Regions from separate parts of the Mus musculus genome. Here region 1 is linked to region 2. A link is a contact called in public ChIA-PET data. All regions are on one chromosome and are shown on one strand. The core of a region is the stretch at or near the end of the contact, and the rest is flanking DNA. Distances in the headings are between cores, read along the strand shown.

Region 1 (7,199 bases), core at 2,788-5,287, 260 kb before region 2:
AGTGAGACCCTCCTCCTAACCATGTGGGAGCCAGCCTTTTCCTAGTGGCCTTCAGATGAAAGATGTAGAACTCTCAGCTCCTCCTGCACCATGCCTGTCTGGATGCTGCCATGCTCCCGTCTTGATAGTAATGTACTGAACTTCTGAACCTGTAGGCCAGCCCTAATTAAATGTTTTCCTTATAAGAGTGGCCTTGGTCATGGTGTCTGCTCACAGCAGTAAAGCCCTAAGACCGTCTTTAACTGAGAGAGCAGAGGCTGGGTGGTGGTCAGTGTGCTACACAGCATCTCTAGCTGAAGACAAGTTCATGTAATGTGTTTCTAAGTCTTCCAAATATCCCCTCCACTAAAGCCGTGTGACCGTCGGTGAGATTCTAGAACCACAGCGTGGATGTTCATTTCTCAAGTAAAGTGTAGGCGCCTCGTGTGACACAGCACAGTGCCGCCAACACCGTTCTACCATGGGGACTTTTCCTCTTCTACTATTCAGGTTCCAGAGTTGGAGAGAATTCCAGGTGCAGCCAGGGTCGTTGGAAATGGGGGATCTTGCTGACCAGCGAAACCTCCCCACATCCTTTTAACTGAACTCGGAACTCTCTTTAAAGCCTTGGGGTACGCAGGACCAGGGCTGACACCTACCATTTTCACTGTACCTGCCAGCACTGGGGAGGACCAACTTGGTGGCAGTGGCTCCACAGGCTCTGGGTGCCATGGTGGGTCAATAGAGATCTCTGTCTCTTGGAGCATCTCTTATACTCTGGTGTGGACAACATGCAGACAAGTGTGCAAGCCCAAAGATAGTGGAAGTATGGCATTGTGTGGGTCAGAGTCCACACTCCAGTTACTGGAGGGGCCAAGTACAGCACTGGGGGGTATCACGGACATCATTTAACCCTTTCTGTCCCCTTCTCATCTACAAAATGAGCAAGTCAAATGCACAACAGAATCACTCCTGTCTGACCTGTGAACTTTGGAAGCTAACTACAGGAGGTTTTCTGGTTGTCTTAGGATTTTATTGCTGTGAAGAGACACCATGACAAAGGCAACTCTTATAAAGAAGAGCATTTAATTGGGGCTTATGTTATCATGGTGGGAAGTACAGCAGAGGCCAGGCAGATATGGTGCTGGAGAAGGAGCTGAGTGTTTTACATCTTGATCAAAAGGCAGCCAGAAGGAGATTGTCTTCTGGAAGCCAGGAGAAGTATCTTAATGGAACTTCAGCACAGGAGCCTGCAAAGCCAACCTACAGAGTGACACACTTCCTCTAAAAAGATTTCTTCCAATAAGATCGCACCTCTTAATAGTGACAGTCTCTAGCCCAGGCATAGTCAAGCCACCACAAGGGTTATAGCAAAAGATCCTGCAGTGGACAGTGGGGAGGACTCTCCTGTGGTACACAAAGGGATGTCCTCCCCACTGTCCACTACAAGGGAGCCCTCCCCACTGTCCCCTACATTGGAATCCTTCCCACTGTCCACCACAGGGACATCCTCTACACTGTCCATCACAGGTGAGTTATTTCCTCTGTCTACCACAGAGGACAGAGAAGAGCACTCCATGTAGTCCTCTTCCACTGTCCACTTCAGGGGAGTCCACTCCACTGTCCACCACAGGGACATCCTCCCCACTGTCCACTACATGGAGTCCTCTTCACTGTCCTCCGTGGTGGACAGAGGGGATGACTCACCTGTGATGGACACTAGGGAGGACTCCCCCGTGGATGAATGGGAAGACTGATGGAATCCATTCTGACAGTTTCCTTGAACCTACCACTACTCTAAAAATAAAGCCGTTCCTGGGGAACGAGATGGTGATAGTACCAGCACATTAAAGCAGAATTAAGACTTAATTCATAGCCAGGTGGTGGTGACGCACGCCTTTAATCCCAGCACTTGGGAGGCAGAGGCAGGCAGATTTCTGAGTTCGAGGCCAGCCTGGTCTACAAAGTGAGAGTTCCAGGACAGCCAGGGCTACACAGAGAAACCCTGTCTCAAAAAAAAAAAAAAAAAAAAAAAAAAAAAAGAAAGAAAGAAAGAAAGAAAGAAAGAAAAGAAAAGAAAAAAAAGAAGAAAAGAAAAAAGAAAAAGAGTGGAATCTCAGGGTTGTTTTGATTTGCATTTCCCTGATGATTAAGGATGTTGAACATTTTTTCAGGTGCTTCTCAGCCATTAGGTATTTGTCAGTTGAGAGTTCTTTGCTTAGCTCTGTACCCCATTTTTAATAGGGTTATTTGATTTTCTGGAGTCCAGCTTCTTGAGTTCTTGGAGCTATAGTCACCCACATCTTCTTCATCTTCTTACCTGTGACCTTTCTTGAGGTATTAACAGTTTTTATTTGCAAATATATTTTTGAATTACAAAAAAAAAAAAAAAAAGAATTAATTCATGTCTCCAAGTGTGGCAAAACATTGCAATCTCCACACTCATGAGGCAGATGCAGGAGGGTCAACAGTTGTTGTTGTTGCTGGGATTTTCTTTTTCAGATTTACTGGTTTTATTTTCGTGTTTTGTGGTGTTTTGCTTGCATCTCTATATATGTATGCACCCCATGATCTCTCAGATATCAGAAGTGAGACAGAGTGTACCCTTGGAACTGGAATTGCAAACAGTTGTGAGCGGCCAAGTGGGTGTTGAGAACTGAAACTGGGTCTTCTGCAAGAAATAAGTGTAAGGGTTGTTTCTCTGTATAGCCCTGGCTGTCCTAGAACTCACTTTGTAGATCAGGCTGGCCTCAAACTCAGAAATCCACCTGCCTCTGCCTCCCAAGTGCTGGGATTAAAGGCATGGGGTGATGGAACACCTGCTTCTAACATCCCGCCCTTTTGTTTATTTTAAAAGGTAAGGAGATGGGGACGGGTGGTGGTAGAAACCACCGTCCTCTTTAGACTGTTTCCTGTTGTCTAGGGGCATTGGCATCTTGGAGGACCCAAGAAAGCTGGACCGTTGGCCAAGGCGTTTCTGTTCAGGCTCTGGGACCTTGGGGCTAGGGAAGTGCAGACTAGGTTGGATCACTTTGCAGTCTCTGAATGATTGGAAATCTGCTGGAACAGATATATATTAGAGATGGAAGGTAAAGGTGAAAAGTTCAGGGGATTGGGGAGGCAGAGGCAGGCGGATTTCTGAGTTCAAGGCCAGCCTGGTCTACAAAGTGAGTTCCAGGACAGCCAGGACTATACAGAGAAACCCTGTCTCAAAAGTTCAGGGGAAATTTTTTTTTTTTAGGTATATAGTTTGAAATGTTTAGCTCAATGATCCTGGTAGTTAGGGGAGAGGAGTCCCAAGACCAGTGAGAGCAGGGGTTGGGGGTGGGACTCTGATCCTCAGGGGTAGGTGGGTGGGGAACATGCGTTGATTGACAGTACTTATCTGGAGTCCATTTGACCTTGAGAGGTGGATTCGAGTTGATTCCACGAAGCTTACAAGGATTTTTTTTTTTAAGTTTACAAAAAAGAGATACAAGTTTTAGATCTGTTAACATTACCACTGTTGTACTGAAATCTGCATTGTAGAAAGAGCAGTGGACTCATGCTTTTGGGTCATAGTCGAAGCTTGGAGACCCAGAAATGATTCTGAGTTAAAAGCATGAACACTCTTTCCAGAGGGCTGGGCATATATATTGGACACAGATTTTTTTTTTTAGCACATTGAGAAGCAATAAGTCTATACTCAGAAAACAACCAAGGGGAATTTATGATCTTGAGTGGTGTGACTCTGATGGTAGCAGCCAGTGCTTACCAGAGCAGATTAATAGATTATCAGAACTCCATTTGTTCTGAACTTTTGAAGTTATCTTAGTGAGGGTTTCATTGCTTAGACACCACGACTAAGGCAACTCTTATAAAGGAAAACATTTAATCGGGAATGACTTGCAGGTTCAGAGGTTGAGTCCATTATCATCAAGGTAGGAAGCATGGCAGCATCCAGGCAGCCGTGGTGCTGGAGGAGCTGAGAGTTCCACATCTTGTTTCAAAGGCTGTCAGGAGACTGTCTTCCACACTGGGAGGAGCCTGAGCACAGGAGACCGCAAAGCCCTCCCCCACAGTGATACACTTTCTCCAACAAGGCCACACCTCCTAACAATGCCACTTCCTGTGTACCAAGCACATTCAAGCCAGAAGAATATTGTTATATTTTTCACATAACAATAGCGTAGGGCTGGAGAGATGGCTCAGCGATTAAGAGCACTGAGTGGTGTGACTGCTCTTCCAGAAGTCCTGACTCCAATTCCCAGCAACCACATGTTGGCTCACCGCCACCTGTAATGGGGATCTGATGTCCTCTTCTGATGTCTGAAGACAGTGACAGTGCGCTCACATACATGAAATAAATCTTTTAAAAAAATAGCATAGAGAAGGGGAAAGCTAGAAACATTTTCCATTTTTAAATATACTTTAAATCATTTCAGTAGGACCTTTACAATCTACACACCTTAAAACACTTTCTTAGACCTTTATAACTTGCATTTACAGATGCTAAAATACTTTTTAAACCGTTACAACCTACTTCACTTTCATATCCTTAGACCTTACATAAACTTTATTTACACTTTTTTTATATCCAGTCATTTACCATAGTTGATTACTGTAAGAAAGCAGTCATTGTAAGGCAAGTTCCTTTATGTAAAATGAATTTGTAATTCTAGCTAGCCCGTATAAAAGATACACAAACACACTATTTTATTTACAAGTCATACGCCTGGACAGGTTTGGAGCTATTTTTAATTATTCCCCAACTATAAAGTCCCTTATCCCTTGTCACTTGCCTTGGACTCATGGTCCATCTTTTTTCACTGTGGCTTCCTCCAGCTCAGTCTCCTCTTCTCCTCCCTCTACCTGCATCCCCCTCACTCCATCCTCAAGTCCTTCTTACCTTTCTCCTTACACGGCCCAATCACAGGGTCCAGCCCTCTATTGACCAGGTAAATAGGGGAGCAAGGTTTACACAGCATCACTAGGTGTGATGAGGATCTATCTGCACATGAGCAGTCACCTCATCCCGAGAGCCAGTATTTAGCATTAGAATACAAGCAGCATCAGGCCAACTCACTACACCTTTAAATAGTGAAATAGTAAAAAGTTACTTTGAAACTAGCTTTGTCCACTTAACTCCTTTCAGAGTCTGATAACAAGGCACACAATGCCTTTCTGCTGGAGACCTAGTAGTGGTTCTCCAGTGAGGCCGGAGAACTAAGAAGGCAGCTGAAGTCTTAGCTGATGTTAAACTGCCAAAGCTGGTAACTACCTAGTCCTCGACACCATCAGAGAGCTGAGAAGAGTAAAGGCCGCCCGAGCAAGCAGGAAGTTCAGACCAAGCAGCTCCTGAGTCTATTACAAACGATAGGGACTTAACCTGGACAACAAGTTCCTAGGTTCCTCTGTGGAAATTGGGATTTCTCTGTGGGCAGAGGTCTCAGGGCAGTGCCAGGCTTTGACCACTAGGCCCAGAAGATCCAAGAGACTTTCCTGTGGAGTAGGAACTTGGGGTAGAGTCCTGCCTTGTCTAGGCAAAGCAGAGCAATCAACTCCCCAGTGTCCTGCTTGTTCACAGTTTAGTCAGGGTGATGAGCAAGGTGAAGGGCAGTTTTCACCCAGTGTCTGGCTTTGCCTCATTTCAAGCAAGCTCCAGTTCTAAGTTCTGTGTCAATCATCCTCTTTGGAGACAATCCCAGAGCTGCTGGCTTTTCTCTAGTATAGAAAGCCTTTTCCTGCTCCCCCCTCCCTCCCTGATCCAGGATTTAAGGCCAGCCTGGTCTACAGTACTTGCTGGGCCAACCTGAGCTACATAATGAATCTCTCTCTCTCTCTCTCTCTCTCTCTCTCTCTCTCTCTCTCTCTCTCTCTCTCTCTCTCTCTCACACACACACACAGAATTTATGGAGTATAAAATCCTCCAAACAATTTTAGCAAACTAAAAAATACTAAGAAGTAACAATCTTTGCTTCAACCCCAGTCGCCATGATTTTAATATCAGATAAAGAGAAAATTCTTTTTTTAGCTTTAGGGGTAAGACATCTTGAAGGAAAATAAATTTGACTAGGGGATAGGAGAGGTGAGAATGAAAGAGGAAGGACCCATCAAGTGTTCAGGAGTCAGAAAACACTGAAGCAAAGTCCTGAGGTGGGTAGTCCACATCCAAGAGGAGGAAGGCAGGAGGGCACTGCATAGAAGCCACAGGCAGAGCCCACTGAGCCTGCAGCTCCTGAGTGTGAGTGCCAATCTCCCACCAGGATACCTCAAGCTGCATGGCACTAGACAGAGTCATGAAATACGTTCTCTAAATGCTTATTCAATAAAGGGATATTAATTACTAGCCATGTCTTATCCCTCATGAGTAAATTAGCATCTTAATATTGCAGGTCCAATTATTTCCCCGCTAGCTTTATGCAGAACCCAACTGAGAGGGCCTCCCCAGACTTCGTTTTCATAAAAAATAAAAGAGTCCACAGCTCAGGAGAAGGAGGAGGAAGAAGAAGAGGCAGAGGAGGAAGAAGATGAGGAAGAAGAAGAGGAGGAGGGGGAGGAGGAGGGGGAGGAGGAAGAGCAGCAGCAGCAGCAGCAGCAGCAGCAGCAGCAGCAGCATCCAGATGTCCACTGATTTGCCACTGCAAGGCCTGTGCTTGATTCTGTTAAGAGAGTGGGCCCAGTTTCCTCTAGCATCGTTCCATCCATGCCTCCAGGGCTACCAAAAGAGTGCTTTGGTGGTGGTTCCAAGGGAGGATTCTGTGCTCAGCCCAGGAGCCTGTGGCCAGGTCTGCTCGCTGGAGTCTCCCCTGAGCATGCTCACTGAGCTGGGATTCCCACCATTCTCTAGCAGGCAGCTCTGTGGGCTGTGGCTTCCTCACCGTTCTTTTCTGTGGCCTGCGGCCTTCCTTCCTGTGCACTTTTCCATTTTGGTCATTTTGGTGCTCTGTTCATGATGCTTTGTGAGTCCTGAAGGAGGCACTACAGTGTCTCCTTAGCAGTCTTCAAAGACTCAAGCTCCTAACTTGTGCACATGTGTGTATGTATGTATACACATGGGTGTGCTCATGTATGTATGTGAATGTGCATGTAGGCATGTTTGTATTTGCCTACATGCAAGAGTCCAATTGTATATGTGTATCTATGCATTTCTGATATGTGTGAGTTCATGTGTATGCATATACTTGGTTGCATTATCTGAGTGCATACATGTTTTTGTGGAAGTGTGCATGTGTGTGCAT
Region 2 (7,159 bases), core at 463-2,962:
AAGTGGCCATGAACATGCCAGGCATTGTATCTTTTAATTAATTAATTAATTAATTAGTTAATTAATTCTTCTGCATTGTATCTTTTACTGGCCAAGTACAAAATATCTGACATGTCACCATCTGTTTTGAAATCACACTGGTCAAACAGTCCATCACTTCATCCCTGTCAAATAGTTCTCTGGGTCATCCTGCTTGCAGACTGACAGGTTCCTTGAGTAATAGAGCCTTTCCCTGCTCTGCTTCCTGACTGACTAATCTAACCAGGGACAGACACTCAACCCAAACCAGGGCAAACATAGTCTCATACACAAGGGCTGAATTGGGCAGTGCTGACATTGAAGATATAAGGTCATGAGTTGAATTTGGGCTAAGATTATGCATAGTATGAAGAGTTGACCTACTCAGAAACGTGACAGCCCAAGTCTAAGGGTATAGCTCAGTTGATAAACTATTGCCTAGTTAGTATGTGTGTGCAGCCTTGGGTTGAAGCCCCAGCACTGCATAAACCAGGTATACTGGTACACACTTGCAATTCCATCACCAAGGAGCTGGAGTCAGGAGGATCAGAAGTTCAAGGCCACCCTTAACTATAGGGAGAGTTTTAAGTCCAACTTGGGCTGCATGAGACCTTGTCTCATAAATAAACTACAACAACGCCCCAAAAAAAAAAAACCATTTTGCAGAGATATAGAATAATCTATAAGAGGGAAATGAAACAAGAGATCAGGAAAGCAAGGGGAGAAGACAGACAAGCTGTCTGAGCACATGCAGTTTCTCTCCTTAGGTTGTTTGATCTCTTAACATGAATTTCCTCCCCATTACTTGGGCTGGCTCCACTGCATTTGACTCCTCAGAACCAAAGGATGCTTTGGAAAAGTCATTCATGGCTTGGATTAGAGCCCAGAGTAAAAAGTAAACAAGGTTAGAGGCTGAGCTGTCAGACTGAATTTTCAAAATATTATAGGCTAACTGTCACGTGACACTAGACATCTGTTATCATTCATTTAACTTTTATAACAACTGCATTGAGATAATTTACATGCTCTGGAAATTCAGCCTTCCCACTTTACCTATTTACCTTTACTTAAAAACAACAAAACAAAACGAAAAAAATCGAGCTCCCATCAACTTCCAGACTTAGTGTCCAAGACCCTGGGCAGCTTTTACAAAGAGTGGACAGCAGAAACCAGCATACCATAGCAGTCAAAAGTGACAGTCGATAGCCTAGCACAAAGGGGAAAATCAAAACTATAAATAGGGGCATAGTAATTCTGAAGGGGTGTACTACCACGTCTGCGCTTCTAAGAGTGTTTTCCTGAGGCTTTTTTGGTTCTGAGGGACAGCTCAAGTTACATCTAATATTAGGGAAGGAGCCATAAACACGGATTGAAACGGGGCTCTAGGCTCCACGGGTCCTTCTGGAATCCAGCAAATTCAGCACGCAGCAGGAAGAGCCTCCTGACTCGATGTCATCAGGAACCCCAGGTTACCTCGGGATTTCAGCGGCAGGATTCACCTTAGGAGCTGTTTGGTTTTGTTCCTCAGCTTCCCCTGCCCTCTCCTTTCTGGCTTGTCAGTGTCTTTCAAAAGGTTCTCTGTCTGCCCCCAGCCGGCTGCCTCATTCACTTTCCATCAAGCAGATAAGCAGCTCACAGGACCACTTCAACCTGCTCTGTAACTAGCCTGTATAGTGTTCTGCTGCAGCTTTGCAAAGCTCTGGGCTGTTGCCACGCCCCATTGTCGGTCCCCACACTCTCCTCTCTTTAGATTGCTAGTCCCACTACTGAAGGAATCTGGGTGTGTGACCTCTATCTCTACCCCACAGCTTTTAAGCCTCAGAATATTTAGTTTCGCATCATTATGATTGTTCTACCCCCACTGGCTGTCTCTGTGCATCAAAACAAAACCTCGGTGGTGATTTGAATAGGAATGGCCTCCATAGTCTCCTGTTTGAATTCTTGGTTCATAGGGAGTGGCACTATTAGGAGGTGTGGCCTTGTTGGAGGAAGTGTGTCACTGTGGGGGCGGGCTTTGGGGTCTTATATGTGTTCAGGCTAGGTCCAGTGTGGTACACAGTCTCCTTCTGCTGTCCAAGGATCGAGATGTAGAACTCTCAGCTCCTTCTCCAGCTGCATGTCTGCCTGCATGCTGCCACACTTCCCGCCATGATGATAGTGTACTAAACCTCTGAAACTGTAAGCCCGGACACGGTGACTCTTCACAACAACACCACACAACTCTCAGCAACCACATCAGACAGCTCACGGCTTCCTGGAACTCCAGCTCCTCCGATCTCCTCAGGCACCTGCATTCACATTCACACACCTACACACCGACACATACATGTAACCAAAAACCATGAAATAAGTCTGTTTTAAATAACAAAGGGGAATATAGGATTGTCTAGCTGTCATTTTTCAGCTAGCAAATATCTTAGTGATTTGATTCACTTGGCAGTAAAATGAGGATGATAATACATGCACCCATCCAGGTTGTCAAATTGAGAAAACACATGAAGGCTATCAAGGTGATTCAGCTGCTAAAGGAGATCGCTGCCAGGTCTGGGCACCTGAGTTCAGTCCCAAAGGTTGTCCTTTGACCTACACACACACACACACACACACACACACACACACACACACACACACGTAAATAAATAAATGCAACTCAATAAAGAGAATATCCCAATGAAACTTTAGGAACAGGTACCTGGTTCTTAGTGAAGGGCTCACTGGATACATTTGTAATGTTGGTTCAGGTTTACTGCCCTTGGCATATTTGTTGTTCTGGCATAAAAATGGAGCTATGTGTTATATACTACCAGACTCTGTATAATCCTGATAATGGTGGAGATTTCCCTGTTTCTATGTGTCCTCTCTGAACACAAGTTGAGTATTTCATTTCCAAAGCAAGAAAATTGCTTCAATTAAGCTATTTTACTGTAGGATCACAGTTTGTTGGGCATGGGGGGGGGGGGGGTTGGGTCTCCCAAGCTTGTGAGAATTGTTCACTTATATTGGTGCCTCACATAAAGGCAATCCTCAATGCAGACAGTTGTCAGTGTGACAGTAAACACCTTTGAAAAACAACACAGGCTGTAGCTGCTGCCAAGACGGATCTAAGACAGCCTCTGGAGATTCTGGCTAGCTCTGGGGTGACTTCCTGCCTAGAAATAAGACAGGAAAGTGCTGGCTCATAGAACTGGGGTCTGAAAGCAGTGGGACTCAGGGAAACAATCAGAATCATACAGGACGTTTTAGAACAAGCTGAAGGCAGGGCTCACCTTAGACCAGTGGTTCTCAACCTGTGAGTCCTGACCCCTTTGGACAAGGTTTGCCTAGAACCATCAGAAAACATAGATTTTACATTATGATTTATAATAGTAGCAAAATTACAGCTACGAGATAAAAAGGAAAATAACATTATACTTGGGGTCACCACAACAAGTGGAACTGTATTAAAGAGTCACAGTGTCAGGAAGGTTGGGAGAACCACTGGCTTAGACTGAGTAAATGCTGAGACTCAGATATGGGGCCAGGGAATGAAGATGGCAAGCAGGGCGTTTAAAAGCTCCCCAAACCTTACAGTGGACAGCCTAGACTGAGAACCCTACTTTTCTAGGGTTTTCTGTAATTTGCTTCTGTACCAGGCACCTCTTCAAAGACAGACCATCAGGTGAGGCAGAGGAAGGAAAATGACACTGCTCCCTGCACCCCATGCCAAAGTGTGTGTGTGTGTGTGTGTGTGTACACGTTACTGTAGGTGTCCACGAAGGCTGAGGGATCCCCTGGAGCCAGGAGACTGGTTCCGTGTGGATCCTGGGACTGAGACTCTTGTCTTTTGCAGAAGCGGAACACACTCTTTCCCATGGAGCCATCTTTCCCACCTTCCAGCTCATGTTTGTTTCTTACTGAGGCAAGAAAGATCTCTCTCCAAACTCAGCCCCAGGGGCCCTCTAGTCTCTGACTCCCCAGTGCTGGAATTAGTAGCTCACAAGGCCATATACCCAGATTCATTTAAACAGAAGTACTGGAGTCCAAATTTATCTCCTGCTTACACAGCAAGCTTTTACCACCCAAGCTAGCCCCAGGGCCTGCATTTCTGTTTGGCTGTTGGTTTGATTGCAGGATTTTTCTTAGACTACACAATACAGGAACAGTATAAACTTGGAGAAAGAACAGAAGAATAAAAAAATAGGAGATAATATATGTAATCCCTAAACACAAGCACCTCCAGCTTTGACATATTCCTATTGTCTTCATGTATCTTTGGAGCTGTAATCTCTCTGCATGAGGAGTTTGGTATCCTGCCTTTAGTATAATGTACACATTTTCCTTTTTACTGATAGTTTGAATCTGTTTTTCTGTGGCCTTCCTGGTAGGAAGGAATACACGTCTTACTTAGAAGACAATAGCTTTCAAATAGCTTTCCAAATAGGCTCTTTCAATTTCCCCAGCTATAATAGTATTTATCTGTGTGCATTAATCTTTGTCTATTTTGATGGTTACACCCATAGGATGGATTTCTAGAAGTGCCATTAATGGATAAAGATTTAAAAACCTTAGTCTCTTAAGAACTTGCTTGCTGGAGGTATTGATCTAGTTTGCACCTGTTATCAACACAGCATAACAGTAACAGTTTCTCAGAACTGCTAATTTTCTGGAATAAAAGATGAAATCTAAGTAAACAATCTCAAGAACAATTTTATTATAATTAGGGAAAGGTAAATTGTTAATCTCGGAGTTGCCTGGAAGGGGAAGATTGAGAGGAGAGAGAGAAGAAGAGGAAGAGAGAGGGGGTTTCCCTTTTTTGAGTTAGGCTTGGGGGATTCTGCATGCAATTGGAATGGAAAAAAAGGGAGATAGCCGGGCCAGACATGGTGCCCAGCATTTTGGAAGCAGAGGCAGGCAGATTCTAGCCTGATCTACATAGTAACTTAGGCTAGGTAGGACTGCGTAGTAAGAACCAATTGCAAAACAAACAAAGAAGCTTCAGGAAAAAAAAGAAAAAGTTTACAAAGTCCAGAGTGTTGGCAAGTATTGGAAAAGAGGAAAAAGAACAAAAGAAGAGCTCTATTTTAATGACTAGTGCAGAGCCTCAAGTTACATAGTTACATTGTTACATAGCTGCCACAGCACCGCACCTGCCTTAAACTCTTTTGTTTTGTTTGTTTGTAAACTCATGTAGGTCAGGATATTTGCTATTCTCCTGCCTTAGTCTCCAGAGGTCTGGGATTATAGGTGTATACTACAACACATGACTGAGGTTGAACTTTTAATGTGTTTATTAAACATGTGTATTTCTCACTTACTATTCAGTTTTCCTTTCTAATTCATAAAAGTAGTAAGAAGGAAGCCAGGCTTGATGGTACATGCTTGTAATCTTAATTCTTGGAAGACTTAGGCAGGATCGTTGCTACAAATTTGAGACTAGCCTGAGCTACATAGTGAGGTCAGTGCTAATATGGGCAACAGCTCTTTTTGGATTCTCTAGAGTGTAACTGCATGCCTCTTCAGGAGGGGCTCCTCTTCAGGAGTCAGAGTCACCTTCACAACATCTGAGGTTCCATTTTGTCCAAGGACACGGGGGACACTAAGGAAGACTTCTTCCTTTATTCCCTAGAAACCCTTAATTGTGGTGAAAATGGGATGTATGCACTTAAGAGTATGTTTTGCTCTTGGCCAAGTCAGCCACAGAGAGGCCAATGGCCCAAGACATATAACCTTTCAGTTTGATCACCTCATAGGCACTGTCAGCCACCTGCATATGGACCTCCTTCCACTGCTCCTTGTCTGCATCAGTAACCAGTTCTGGGTTCGGATTCCTCAGGGAGACTCCACACAGGCTCACACTGGAGTCCCCACACTCCCCCAGGACACATCCATGACAGCTCAGCAGGTGAACTCCCAGCCTTTCTCCAATCAGGCAACAGAACCCAGCTGAATCCAGATTGCAACCACCCCTGATAACTCTGTTTGGGGAAAACCACTTATTTTCCAAGGCACATAGGTCAAGATATCTGGGTTTGAAGCAAGAAGCAGCTTGCAGTTTGCACTGTACTTCCCAATGCTGGGAGTGAAGAACTTGAAGATTTTCACATTTCACTGGGCCAAATGGAGCCCTGCTCTCTCCCTCTTGCTGATGGCCGGCTGTGGAAATGGCCAGCTTGGGGTTGGCAGTCATGCCATAGCCTTTGCCAGGGAAACTTTTTGGTGCTCTAAGGAAAAGGCTGCCGTGCTGGAGATCCATCATCTTCCCCTGTAGCTTGCTTCCATGACATCAGCAAGGGCAAGCTCAGCTGCCATGTCCTTCATTTAGATACTGGTGGTCCTTGGAGGTTGCCATTTTGGACCAGGAACCAAAAGGGACCACAGGTGCACAATGGGTGATATCAGGTGCCCAGTGGCACGGTCCAGGTTCCATGGCAATGGTGCCAGATAAAAGATTTTTTAAGATTTATTTATTTACTTAAAGTATGTGAGAACTCTGCTGCTCTCTTCAGACAGACCAGAAGAGGCATCTGATCAGATGTGACAGATGGTTGTGAGCCACCATGTGGTTGCTGGAATTTGAACTCAGGACCTTCAGAAGAGCATCCAGTGCTCTTAACTACTGAGCCATTCCAGCCCTAGCCAAAAGATTTTTGAAGTAGTAGATTTCTCACTATACTGTTGAACATAGTGTAACCATTAAAAATAATACTTTTTTTCCAGATTATTATTGTTCCTTTTTTTAAAGATAGTATCTGATGCAACCCAGAGTGACCTCAAACTCACTATGTAGTCACGAATGACCTTTACTTCTGGTCCCTTTGCTTTTGACTCCTAAATACGGGGACTGTAGGCATATACAGCAATACCCAGCTTCCAGGGGCTATTCCTCAGTAGAAGGAGAAGAGCGAAGGTCAGCCCTATGTAAGAAGAACAGGATGGGGAGGACTCATATTCGTGTTCTTGGGTATGGACAGACTTGCTTTGGGTTGGGACATACAACACTGATAGTTATCATGTGCCTCGGGATACAGGCTGCTGAGTGGGGTCTGCGGAATAGAGCAGTACAGAGACCCACCTGCCCTATTTGCTCCATGTGGATTTTGTCCTGTCTTTCTTTCTTCTATTCTAAATAAGATGTCTCAGAAGATGCTACAGTGAGCATGTG

The links. ChIA-PET counts read pairs in DNA pulled down with a chosen protein or histone mark.
Region 1: an RNA polymerase II ChIA-PET map of effector CD8 T cells shows a contact between it and region 2, with 7 read pairs. The contact joins two enhancer-like sites. A contact is called at or near these places in 5 of 39 promoter capture datasets (cranial neural crest, embryonic stem cells, fetal liver and 2 more), 1 of 484 Hi-C or Micro-C datasets (the G1E-ER4 cell line) and 2 of 115 datasets of contacts at active chromatin or transcription factors (bone marrow-derived macrophages and effector CD8 T cells).

The regions. Positions count from the first base shown.
Region 1 is chr15:36,562,594-36,569,792 of GRCm38.p6, reverse strand. No RefSeq gene overlaps it. Among named protein-coding and RNA genes, the nearest start is that of Snx31, 11 kb to the right of the region's middle. Within about 2 kb of position 4,037, at least 37 of the 459 cell types and tissues checked have an H3K27ac peak or open chromatin away from gene starts, as enhancers often do. A contact at or near this core is called in effector CD8 T cells, where this site is marked.
Region 2 is chr15:36,298,789-36,305,947 of GRCm38.p6, reverse strand. It overlaps the pseudogene Gm9501. Among named protein-coding and RNA genes, the nearest start is that of Gm41294, 17 kb to the left of the region's middle. Within about 2 kb of position 1,712, at least 58 of the 459 cell types and tissues checked have an H3K27ac peak or open chromatin away from gene starts, as enhancers often do. A contact at or near this core is called in effector CD8 T cells, where this site is marked.